Regions from separate parts of the Mus musculus genome. Here regions 1 and 2 are each linked to region 3. The links are chromatin contacts, called in public ChIA-PET maps. All regions are on one chromosome and are shown on one strand. The core of a region is the stretch at or near the end of the contact, and the rest is flanking DNA. Distances in the headings are between cores, read along the strand shown. Region 1 overlaps Gm31641 (predicted gene, 31641). Region 2 has its middle 72 kb from the start of Gm31754. Region 3 overlaps Kcnj15 (potassium inwardly-rectifying channel, subfamily J, member 15).

What was found. ChIA-PET counts read pairs in DNA pulled down with a chosen protein or histone mark.
Region 1: an RNA polymerase II ChIA-PET map of memory CD8 T cells shows a contact between it and region 3, with 104 read pairs. The contact joins two enhancer-like sites. A contact is called at or near these places in 1 of 15 datasets of contacts at CTCF or cohesin (CD8 T cells), 1 of 484 Hi-C or Micro-C datasets (CD4 T cells), 2 of 115 datasets of contacts at active chromatin or transcription factors (CD8 T cells and memory CD8 T cells) and 2 of 9 other capture datasets (adipose tissue and liver).
Region 2: a contact with region 3 is called in an RNA polymerase II ChIA-PET map of memory CD8 T cells, with 36 read pairs. The contact joins two enhancer-like sites. A contact is called at or near these places in 1 of 39 promoter capture datasets (embryonic stem cells), 3 of 484 Hi-C or Micro-C datasets (Th1 cells, embryonic stem cells and nephron progenitors), 3 of 115 datasets of contacts at active chromatin or transcription factors (CD8 T cells, embryonic stem cells and memory CD8 T cells) and 1 of 9 other capture datasets (adipose tissue).

The regions. Positions count from the first base shown.
Region 1 is chr16:95,188,389-95,192,161 of GRCm38.p6, reverse strand. It overlaps Gm31641 (predicted gene, 31641), which reads left to right. Exons shown (of 5, transcript NR_153766.1): 4 at 3,553-3,679. Among named protein-coding and RNA genes, the nearest start is that of Gm31754, 51 kb to the left of the region's middle. Within about 2 kb of position 2,326, at least 27 of the 459 cell types and tissues checked have an H3K27ac peak or open chromatin away from gene starts, as enhancers often do. A contact at or near this core is called in CD8 T cells and memory CD8 T cells, where this site is marked.
Region 2 is chr16:95,167,254-95,170,812 of GRCm38.p6, reverse strand. No RefSeq gene overlaps it. Among named protein-coding and RNA genes, the nearest start is that of Gm31754, 72 kb to the left of the region's middle. Within about 2 kb of position 2,297, at least 19 of the 459 cell types and tissues checked have an H3K27ac peak or open chromatin away from gene starts, as enhancers often do. A contact at or near this core is called in CD8 T cells and memory CD8 T cells, where this site is marked.
Region 3 is chr16:95,261,015-95,264,795 of GRCm38.p6, reverse strand. All of the region lies in intron 2 of Kcnj15 (potassium inwardly-rectifying channel, subfamily J, member 15), which reads right to left. Among named protein-coding and RNA genes, the nearest start is that of Gm31641, 3.2 kb to the right of the region's middle. Within about 2 kb of position 1,680, at least 54 of the 459 cell types and tissues checked have an H3K27ac peak or open chromatin away from gene starts, as enhancers often do. A contact at or near this core is called in CD8 T cells and memory CD8 T cells, where this site is marked.

The DNA of each region.
Region 1 (3,773 bases), core at 1,077-3,576, 73 kb after region 3:
ACTCACTTTCTCACTTGGTATTCTCTTTGACCTACCTCATTCAGGATCTTAGAAACTTTTATTTAATCTTATTATTTATTTATTTATGGTGACGATCACCTATGTAACTCCCATCTGACCAAAATGAAACTCAAATTTTTGTGCTCTGAGCAAAATTCTTATATCTTTCACAGATAGTTTTTTCTCATCTTTTTTTTATTCGACTCTAAGTGGAAGCCATTTTCAGGATGGTTCCCTATGTCCTCGGTGGTTTTGGCATCTCTCTTCTAGCCTTCACGAAGTCTTTGGAGTGCATCAGCCATTCTTTTGTCCTTTCTTATTTGTTGAGTTTCAACCACATCAGCCCCCCTCCCCCGAGGCATTTCTCAGCAATCCCTAGGTTGCATCTCCTCAAATCAACAGTTCTTGACCCACTCCTCTCCCTCAGCTATTCCCTAGGAAACACTCTCTGTTGCTTGTGTTTAGTTATTACATATGCTGATGAGTCTCCAGTGTCCGTGTCCATCCTCAACCTCTCTCTAAACTTTAGATTTCTGTTTCCAACTTCTGTTTTAACACTTCCACTCAGACATCTGAAATGCATCCAAACAACTTATGGCATAGCGGTCTAACCTTTAGTTCTTATTTTCCATCTTTGCCTGTAAGGCGTGACTCCTCGCTCTCTCCCTTGTGTTGTGTACTTCCCTCTTGCAATTGGCCGTGATGAGAACTTCCTCGCAGACTACTTACCCATGCTCCATGTAAGTTGTTAGAAATAAAAAGTTAACTTTCAGTGCAGCTGAGAAGCATGGCGGCTATGTATCGCTTTTAACATTGTTAATAATAGTCATTTATTGTCTACACATAGCATTCTTCAATTGATAGAGATAGTCTACTCATTCCCGAAAGAAGCCTATCTAATGGAACAATTCTTGGAATGTGGACCATGGGTCAAGATCAATGTTGCCACCCCATGGGTAATGTGGTACACAATAGAAATTCGATGGAGAATGGAGAGCCATGGAAAATTACAAGTTAAAAAACACAGTGATCTAAAGGCCAATGAAACTCAAATGACTGCCAATTTTCTGCCTTGGAGGAATAATTTTCGAGGAGCCAAATTTAGCAAGAGAGATTTGAAAGGCACCAAGCAAGAAGTTCAGAATGAAATACACCAGGCATGGCCTCAGAAAGCTAGTCAATAATTGTACATTTGCATTTTAACTCTTCCTCATCGTTACCAAAGGTGAGTTCCCCGATATCTATCCAAGATGTGAAGCACTGTTTATCTGCTTGCCTGCTGATGAGTTCATGGCTCAGCTCTGCAGCTACTGGAGCAGTGCAACTCATCCTCTCTGCTACACAAGGTGAATAAGATGCTTGGGAGAAGGAAGCATTTTTCAATGTTGAATAGACTGTTTGCCCTGAGCAATTATATATATATGTGTGTGTGTGTATGTGTGTGTGTATATATGTGTGTGTGTGTGTGTGTGTATGCCATATCCTACAGTATAGATAACAAAGCTGTGGCAGTTATTAAAGTTGTCCCATAAGGCTTTCAACTCTTCCGTGTTCTAGCACACAGATTTCCCCCACTTTCCTTAAGACCCCATACAATGCCTGCCTTTGGGTAGACTTACTAAGTACTAGATGCACAGAAAAGCACTTTGCTGTATCAATCATTTGAGGTAGATATTATTATTGTGACTTCATAGATGAAGAAACTGAGGCTTAGCACAATGAGCTAAAGGCCAGTGAAACTCACCTGACTGCCTCTACCAAGAGGTAGAGAGGTCAGCTTTGAACTCATTGTCTGTTTTGAGCATCTATCTATCTCAGTCCTTCCAGGGATGAGTCACTGCATCTATAGGAAGTAGAGCACAACTGTCCACACAGGGCAAAGCATGTTTACACACGGTACTCAAGATTCAACTTACGAGTCCAGGAGAACATTCTATTTAGTTGGTGGGATTTCATTCAAATTTTGTAATATTGAGTGGAAATTTATTGATCAGAGTTATCCAGAAAAAGGAGAACCAATAAGGGGTGTGTGTGTGTGTGTGTGTGTGTGTGTGTACATATGGAACTGGCTCACATCATGTAAGAGGTTAACAAGTCTAAGATGACAGTGTGAGCACATTTGTTACTTTTCTTGTTGCTCTAAATCAAAGACATCAAAACACATTCCAGCAGGAAAGATTCCTCGTGTCTCCTGGTTTTGGAGAGTGCAATCTCTCCTGGGAGGGAACAGGTGGCAGCTGGAACCTTAGCCCTGTCCACAGTGGCAGGAACATGAGGTAGCAGCTCTTTACATTGTAACCCCCAGAAAGCAAAAGAAGCTGGCTTCATATTGGAGGTGTGGGTCAGGCAGGGAATAATCACCCTTGTGACCTCCTTCCAGCAGCTGGGCCCCACTCCTTGAATGTTTCATAGCCTTCAAAATAGCATTAGAAGCCAGAAACCAAACATTCAAATCGGGAGCCCGTGGTAGCACACTTCAGATGCAAACCATAGCAACAAGACTGAAGACTTGAGACACAGGAAGGAAGAAAATGCAGTTCAGGTCTGAAAGCTGCCAGGCCGAAAATACAGCTCAGCTTGTGCACAGGGTCTCAGCTCAGCATGTGCACAGGAGGTCTCAGGAGGTCTTTTTCTTGAGAAGTCAGCATGTTTGTTCGGCATAGACCACCACGTGACTAGATGCAACTCCCCATAGTAGGTCTCTCTTCCTGTGTCTTGACATAATCAACTTAAAAGAAAATAAAAAAAATAAAACCCACAGGCTTATTGTGAGTAGTTTCCACTCATGATCATGTGACTCAGATGCTTTGGGCCTGTGGTGATTCATGTAGCGCCTTGTGGTAGGAATGCACAGCCGAAGATGCCGGTTCACTACTGAAATCCCCTCCTAGTGCACGCCCTCAGTGACGTAACTTCCTCCCAGGCGGTCCCTGCAGAGGATCCTCCCATTTTCCAGCCCACTCATAAGCTGGGAACCATGCCTTCAGCATGAGACCTGCAGGGAGCATTAGGAACCAGTTACATCATGTGGTTCAATGCTTTCTGCTCACAACACTGTTAATCACCTCTCAGGCATGGGCAGATGATGCATAGAATTTGCTATCACTAGAAAGGAGCCTGATTGAATAATTTGAGGTTGGACATCAAAAGTACCACCCATGGTCTCTCCCTTGTCAGCATGACCGAAGCCACCACTCTGCCTCCCTGTGAAGTCACGGGAAGCATCCACCGACCTCAGTGGAAAGGACACCATGCTCTGCCACCTGGCAAAAGTGCAAAGGAGCTCCAAGTGCTTTTATGTCTGTCCTTTTGTAAGCTGATGCTTCAAATACATTTTGTTGTTGTTGTTTACAAGCGGCATTATTCTGTTGTTTACTCTATGGGAAGCTGCTCACACAGGAAGCCATATTCATTTCTAAACTTAACTGATGGACATTGTGGTTTGACCCCTTGCATGCAGAAACACTGATGCTAGAAGCCGCCCATCAATAGGAGACAGGCAGTATCTGAGTTCATCCTGGGATTGGTTTTTAATTGCATTCTTTATCTTAGGCGCTCCTGGCTACCTCTGGAATGATTGATCTTGTCCCCAGTCACCTGCCACACTTCCAGACACCGCTTGGCATCACCGAGAATGAGCTAAGATGCTCAGAAGAATGTCATTTTGCTCTGGGCAAAGGTTGGTTTATTGTCTATGCAGGTAAGATGCATGTGCAGTGGAGATGACAGGGAAAGAAAGGCTCAGGGCACAGATTTTGGCAGGCAGAGACCAG
Region 2 (3,559 bases), core at 1,048-3,547, 95 kb after region 3:
AAGATCATCTCTAGTTGGAATGAATATTCTAAAGCTGCCTCAGCTTGAGCATGCATGAAAATCTCAGACCAGGAATCACACATGGATGCCAGATACTGCACGCAACGGAAGCTGTGACTGTGCCATGCAAGTCTCCGAATGTCCCCTTTTTGCCCCTCTGAACGCTTTGTGCAAGCAAGTGAGCACAGCTATCTCAGGGATGCCGTTCTCAAGTGTGGCATGAGCAGCTCTCACCCCTGGCACGAGCCGCGGCGCTTGGATTTCCTTTGCAAAGGGCACACAGAATGAGTATGTTCACATGACTTCTTGGGAGAATGAGGAACTGGCCTTAGTGAAGCGAGCTTCACAGATGATTGGTCTGCCATCAAAATAAATGAACTATCTAATAATGTCTGTTTTTAAATATTATTATGCCCAGCGATGGACATGATTACCAATGGATTGATCCTACTTTAAGCAAAAAACGAGTCTGTTGCTCTTCCTCCATGCAACGTTTCCCCCTGTGATATTGTGTACACTGACAGAGGTTGCCACCTACAAACAGAGTAGAGAATTCTTTTCCTTCCCTGTCTAAGTGGGTTTCTCTGGACACTATAGTTGGTTCCTATTTGCTTTTCTCAATAAAGGGAGATGTTATACTTAGCAATGGAGCCCTCCACAACCTTAGGCCCCACAGACCATCAGCATCCAGATGTGCCTCACTACGCTTCAAACTCCTTAACTTCTATGTGGATATATAAAAAGTCAGCTGTCCAAGGACACACTAGGCTGTTACATGAGATGGAGGGTAGCCCAGGATCCATGAGACCTTGTCTCAAAAACTAACAAAATTTTTTTTTAAAAAATGGCTTGGTAGCTTATGCCTATAATTGTACCACTCAGAAAGCAGAGGCCGTTGTGTGGTCTATTGTGAGTCTGAGTTCAAGGTCAGCCTAGGCTACAGATAAAGAGGCCCTATCTCAAAAAACAAAAATGAAAAGAAAGAAAAGAATGAAGTACCCACATAGACACATACACACAAACACACACATGCACACAGATGCACATGCACGTACATTTTACCTGACCGCTGAGAAGCTGTGTGCTCAAAGATACAACACACATGTCTGTCACTATTTATCCCATCTCCTCCTGACCTTGTGGATCACAGCTCCAGACAGACTGTGATGGACCAAAGCCTTCCAGATACACAGGGACCCTCAGCCCAGTCATGCTGAGATCTGGCATTCCTATACCTTTACTCCAGACAGGTTGTCAGGAAGACACTTGAGCCACACAGAGATGCTGCTGGTACCACACCTGGCCTCCATTTCCAGCAAGGAGTACCAAGGTCATGACTACAGATTTACCATCTGGTGAATCTGGCAAAGAAAGCTTCCTGTGACTCCAGGTGACTAGAAACTGAGCCAGAAGAACCACATACCATATTCCTGGTTTGGCTCTAAGCTCAGAACTCAGCATCATCAACGGAGCTGAAAGAAATGGAAACCCTCTGTCCCTCCCCGTACAAGGACAGAACCATCCTTCCTATAGAGACAAGCTATCTGAGTTCACTGTCCAGGTCTCTGTCTGTGATCAGTCTGGCACACAAACATAAATTATGGGTCTCACCAGTGGACTCTGGACACAGTAATTAGGAAAATTTATACAAAGACACCAAGGTGACAATTTTAAGGAGTTCCTCAGAAAACTCTCAGTCTGCCCAGCTGAGGAGGACACAGGTAACGACCTGTTTGGCGACATTAGTTCAAGTATCTTCAGTCTGAGGTGCTCATTTCCAGCTCTCAGCCAGAGAGAAAATGAGATTTAAACAGTATTTAGTGAGGAGGAGGAGGAGCCTCCCCTCAGGTCCAGAGGAAAACATACAGAGAGATGAGCAGCCCAGAGGAGCCATGAGAAACAATAGCCCAGTATGTGATGGGAAAGCAAGGTGTCTTAATCCCCAGGTAGCTTTGGCAGAGTAAGAGGTATTAGATAATTTTAGGAGAGCCGAAGATATTTAAAAAGAACACCCCACATTTTCAGCAAGTATGGGGTGTATTTAAAGATCAAAGCCACTTCCTGGGCTCAAAATATCTCTCTCCACATTCTTGGACTTCCCTCCAGTGTTTGAGGGCCCTTTCCTCGGCGTCAGACCAGCAGTGAGCACACAGTGCAGGATGCCATGGTGGTCCAGGATGAAAGAAGTTAAGGGTCTGGAAGCAGGAACTGTATCTGAAAGCCACTGGGGCCACCAGGTTCAAGAACTCCGCAGAACTGTGGTCAGGAAGTGCCACCACCTTTGTGACTTAGAGTGAGATCTCAGTGAAGACACTCACGGCGGTTTCTTCTGGAGGCCCTGGGGGAGAACCAGTTCCTGCCTCTCCTAGCTTCTGGTGTTTGCCAGTAACATTCACATTTCTTGGCGTGCAGAGACATCCCTTGGTTCTGCGGCTCAGCCAGCCCTAACACCTCCCCCAACCCCTTCCAATACGACTCCAAACCTGGCCCCTTGATAAAGGCACTAGGATCCTGTCTGGACGCAGTGAGTCAGGCGTGACCTCATCCTCCTAATGGAGCTGTGTCTACAGAGGTCCCATTGCCAAATAAGGAACCGTTTATGACCACAGAGGCCTGGGGTTGGGACAAATCTTTTTTGGTGGTGAGATTCAGCTCACAGCTCTGGATGTGTGATCTAAGCAAGGATGTCGGGAAGGAGAGAAGAGATGGGAGGATGTGACAAGTTATTCTGAGGACAGAGTCGACCATCCCTCTCAATAAAACTTTGAATGATGGCGAAAAGAAATGACGTCTGCTAGTTCTGAGATTCATTATATTTATAAATGAGAAAATCGTGCAGTCTACCCGGCAAACATTCTCACGACTGCCATGGTAGCTGTGTGCCAGTTCATGTCAGGAGAGACACCAGCCTACCTCAAATGTAGCCTCCATATGTAAAAGTTCCAATAAGTCCTCACAAGCGAGAGAGTGGGGCGTGAGGAAGGAAGGGGAGACATGAAAGTAGAGAGGAAAGGAGAAAGAAAGGACAGCTAGGGGAGATTTAGACACTTCTATATCTGATTCTAGGGGGTCCACTGAGACCCACATGTCAAGCATCCCTAGAGCGTCTGGACGTTTGAATCAGTGGGAAGATCCATCATCGAAAGCACTGAGAGCCATTGAGGGTCTCAATCGAACAACACACTACTCAGGTGTGTGTGGAGGTAATTCTCCCATTGCTAACATCTGACCCGAGACACTAGAGCTCCCAGTTCTCAACCTTCAGACTGAAGGATTTACACCACAAAGCTCCCTGCTTCTTGAGCCTTCAGACATAGATTTAATTATACAGCAGATTTACTGGGTCTCAAGTTCCCAGATAGCAGATGGGAAGTCTCTTGCTCCCCCTTGGCATGAGCCAGCTCTTATGTTCTCTTGGTTTCCTCATGCTGCTGCAATACATACAACACTTGAGGCTGGTACGTCATGATCAACCTTCTTTCACTTCTCATCGCTCTGGAGCCGGAGTTGGCCAGTGTCAGCTCACTGACAAGCTTGGGTTTTAGTGGGGTTTGCTGCA
Region 3 (3,781 bases), core at 431-2,930:
GGAATAAATGACATTTTGGTTTGAGACCAAATGTAAAATATGTTTTCTAGGGTTGACTGAACAAGTCCACTTTGCACCCTGAGGCACACTGCTTGCAGTCACCTGTAGGGATATCTCAGGCCCCAGTGACACCGCTTACTGTAAGATCATTACACAGTGTTCTCAGAGGATCAGATGACGCCTTGCCTTTCCACAACAATCACACTGTCTACCCAGGTCTCCAGGGGAGCCATGGGAAAATGAGTCAGAGGGTGAGAAGATTTCCCTGTCTAAAGCAGGTTTGCATCAGGGAGCCACAGTTAAAGGCTGCTCTGTTATGGAGCTCGGAGCTTTAATGTGTTAATGTCCAGGACCTGCAGGCTTGGAAGGAACTTCCGGAGCCTGGGAACAAGGCTTTCTTGTTTCCTGAAGAGCTGGACTTGTCCGGGACCCTCCTTGTACTGTGCACACTAACAGAACAAAGCAGGAAGCATCCAATGTGACAGTAGACACACTGGGACAGCATCCGAGAGGGTTCTGGACAGTCCCAGGAGACCGAATCTTCCATGCGCAGGGCTAGAAGCTAGATTCCTGAATCTGCTGGTCAGAGGGTCATAGCAATGTTTTGGATAGAATCATTTAATACACACATGTACAATGGGAACATGGGTGACATCTCCACCCCACTGTATCAGCACTTAAAAAGAAGCTTAGAGGACTCGACTCTTTAGAGCTAGCTTTTATGCCCTAGTTATTGATTTGCTTTTGAGGCAGGGTCCTGTGTTTCCTGGCCTGGCCTTGAACTCACTATGTTGCTGAAAATGACCTTGAACTCTTGTTTTTCCTGTCTCTATACCCTGAGTATGAGGATTACAGGCTTGTGTTACCACACACAGTTGGTGTGGCACTGGGGATATGTCTCAAGGATTTGTGTTTGCTAGGCAAGCACCCCATCATCTGCTGAGCTACACCCTACAGCTACGATCAGCCTTTGGTACCGGCCTCTTAGAGTTAGAGAAACTGGAGAGAAACCGGCTAAGAGCACTTGCAGGGAGCCGGAGTTAGATTCCCAGCCCTGCAACTTGAGCCCCGAAGGATCTGATGACTTCTTCTAGCCTCTGAGGATACATTCACATGTACAAATTCACACTCAGGTATAGATATATACACATAATTATAATGTAAAGATGAAATCTTTTAAAAATTCAGATTTGAAGCCGGGCCTGGTGGCTCACACCTTTAATCCCAGCACTCGGGAGGCAGAGGCAGGTGGATTTCTGAGTTCGAGGCCGGCCTGGTCTACAAAGTGAGTTCCAGAACTGCCATGGATACACAGAGAAACCCTGTCTCGAACCCCAACTCCTACGCCCCCCCCAAAAAATTCTGATTTGAAGTGTATGAAACAAGTCACTGAAAACAAAGTATAGCTGCGTTAAGACAGGGCTAGCAGCAGAATTGACGAGACTTACACAATCTTAGTTTTATTATTAAAGCTCCTGCGGTCTGTCACTTGAATATGTCGCACGTGTGTGGTGTAGCCTGCTAGACGTTTATAAATATTTTCCATAGACTTCTCAAAATACAAAGAACCTGGCAGGACTTTTATTTTGTAGTATTTCCGTACCCCGTGCAGCCAGCTTCTGAGACTCCTGTGGTTTCATAACTCCTAACAGGTCTGTGGGAACGACTGAGAGGTGGGGTCACCAGATGTGAACTTTGTTTTTTCTTAAAGCACAGGAAAAGATAGAAAGAGTAAGTCTAGAAATGAAGACAGTAAGGTTTGGACCTTGATCTTGTGTTTTTTTAGTGAAGGGGGTAAGGACAGAGCAGATACCAGCCTACAAATACCGGAGCGCACTAACATCCATGCAGAAGAGCGTTATTTGGTAGGCACGAGCTTAGCAAGCAGTCACCCCAAGAAATGACAGTTAACTGGTGGGTGAAATCCAAAACAGCTCTTAGTCACAGAAACTGGGGAGGGCCCCAGCCACACTCGGGCATTTTCTTGAGGCAGCTGCCCAGATTTCACTGGAGACGACAAGACTTGCTGACGAATCTGATGTCATTCTGGGTTCTGGGCTCTTGACTAGGCAAAGTCAACAAAGCCTTTGTGCCTTAAGTTCCTGGCTTTCCCGGTAGACCATGGACCCCAGGAGACACGTACTCTATCGTTAGAGGAATACACTGATTGCATCTTACCCTGAGGCCTAGATGTGCCTAAAGGGCCAGCCATCAAATGGAAATCTGCCCCTGGTCACAAGGCAGTGAGGTAAGGAGCATCCCAGGCAGGAGACTGGACTTGCAATCCCACTGGTAAGTAGAAGTGCAGAGACACAGGTCTGTCCGTATGTCTGTCTATTTCCCAGAGTGACTACTCATTGGGTAGCCAGCAGCCACACATCCGTCCATCCCTCCACCAGGGAAACATACTGAGCCTTCAAGACATAAGCTCCAGAGTGGACTTAGAGGATTCCTGAGACTCCAGCGACGGGGCACGCCCTCTTCAAAACCTCCTTTGAATTGTATGGCCACAGTTTTGAATTTATGTTCTTTAAAGAAAGCCCTGTGTTGGATAATCTGAGCTCTGCAGAACCTTGACCAGCCTCTGCTTTGGGCAGTGGGAAAGAAATGCAGGAGAATCCTGTAACTGTCAGTCTGACACCAAGTCAGCTGTGACTGAAGCAGGGTGAACTCAAACCAGACCCTCCAGGTCCTCTTCAATGCCCTGCTCCTTCTCTGTGTCAGCCTCAGCCAACCTGAACTTCAGTGGCTCAGTATGACTGGACACTCCAGGGTCACAGCATCGTCCTAACCCCTGACCCCTGACCTCTGGGTGAAGCAGGAGCTTCCAGCTGTCACTGAGATCTTGAGCATCCTAGTATCAAAAATGGCTCTGCGGGCGTGTGTTCAGTTTGAACCGTTGGATCAAGGGGGGGGGGGGACTCTAAACAAGACTCAGTTTCTTCCATCACTAATTCTTCCCATGTTTTTCTCATTATGACCTCAGCTGGGATGGGGCACACACATGCATTTCTACTTAAGTGCTTCTTCCTGGGCACAAACCAGCTCTTGGCACGTGTGTGCTTTTATGCCCCAAATCGGAACCCTGTTCTCCTCTCGTGTGTCTTCTGAGGTGTGTTTGACTAGGCAACCTTGATTTCATCCCTGTAGTGACTGAAATGTCAGGGCTGTACTGCCGTATGGTATAGCACATCATTTACAGAAGCTCCTGCACACAAAGCTCTGTGATTGGGTTTTGGTTAACCCTTGGCTCACTCAATAAGCCTACCCCCATCAGAGGGAATGCAGGTAGCTGCATTTCTCCGATGCCCTTGTTAAGGAAAAAGCACAAACGTGTGTGACTCAAAGTCCCTGAGAATATGTGCAATCCTCTACAAGGATTCTAGCTGTATTAGAACAGGAAACTCCCCTACAGTGGTCTCCGTGAATCCAAAGAACACATTGCAAGCTGGTGCTTTTCTCAAGTTCATCTGCCTCTCCCTCCTTTTCCCTCCCTCCCACCCCCCCCCTTTCCTCTCCTGCCTTTTCCTACAGACTAGAGGCAGAACTGCTTTGTGCCTGTTAAGCACTATGAGCTGTGCCCCCATCTTGCCTTTTGTAAGGAACGTCTGTGTTCCCATTTGTTTTCCATCTCAACAAACCAAACAATACTTCTCTCTGGGAGTCCTTCACTTAAGCATATTAATTGCTTTTTCTTCACCTGATGCCCCCAGTGAGCCCTTTGAAGGGGAGGGAAAAGCTGGTTCCCTTCCTTCCCTTAATTTAGTGAGGTCCTAAGGAC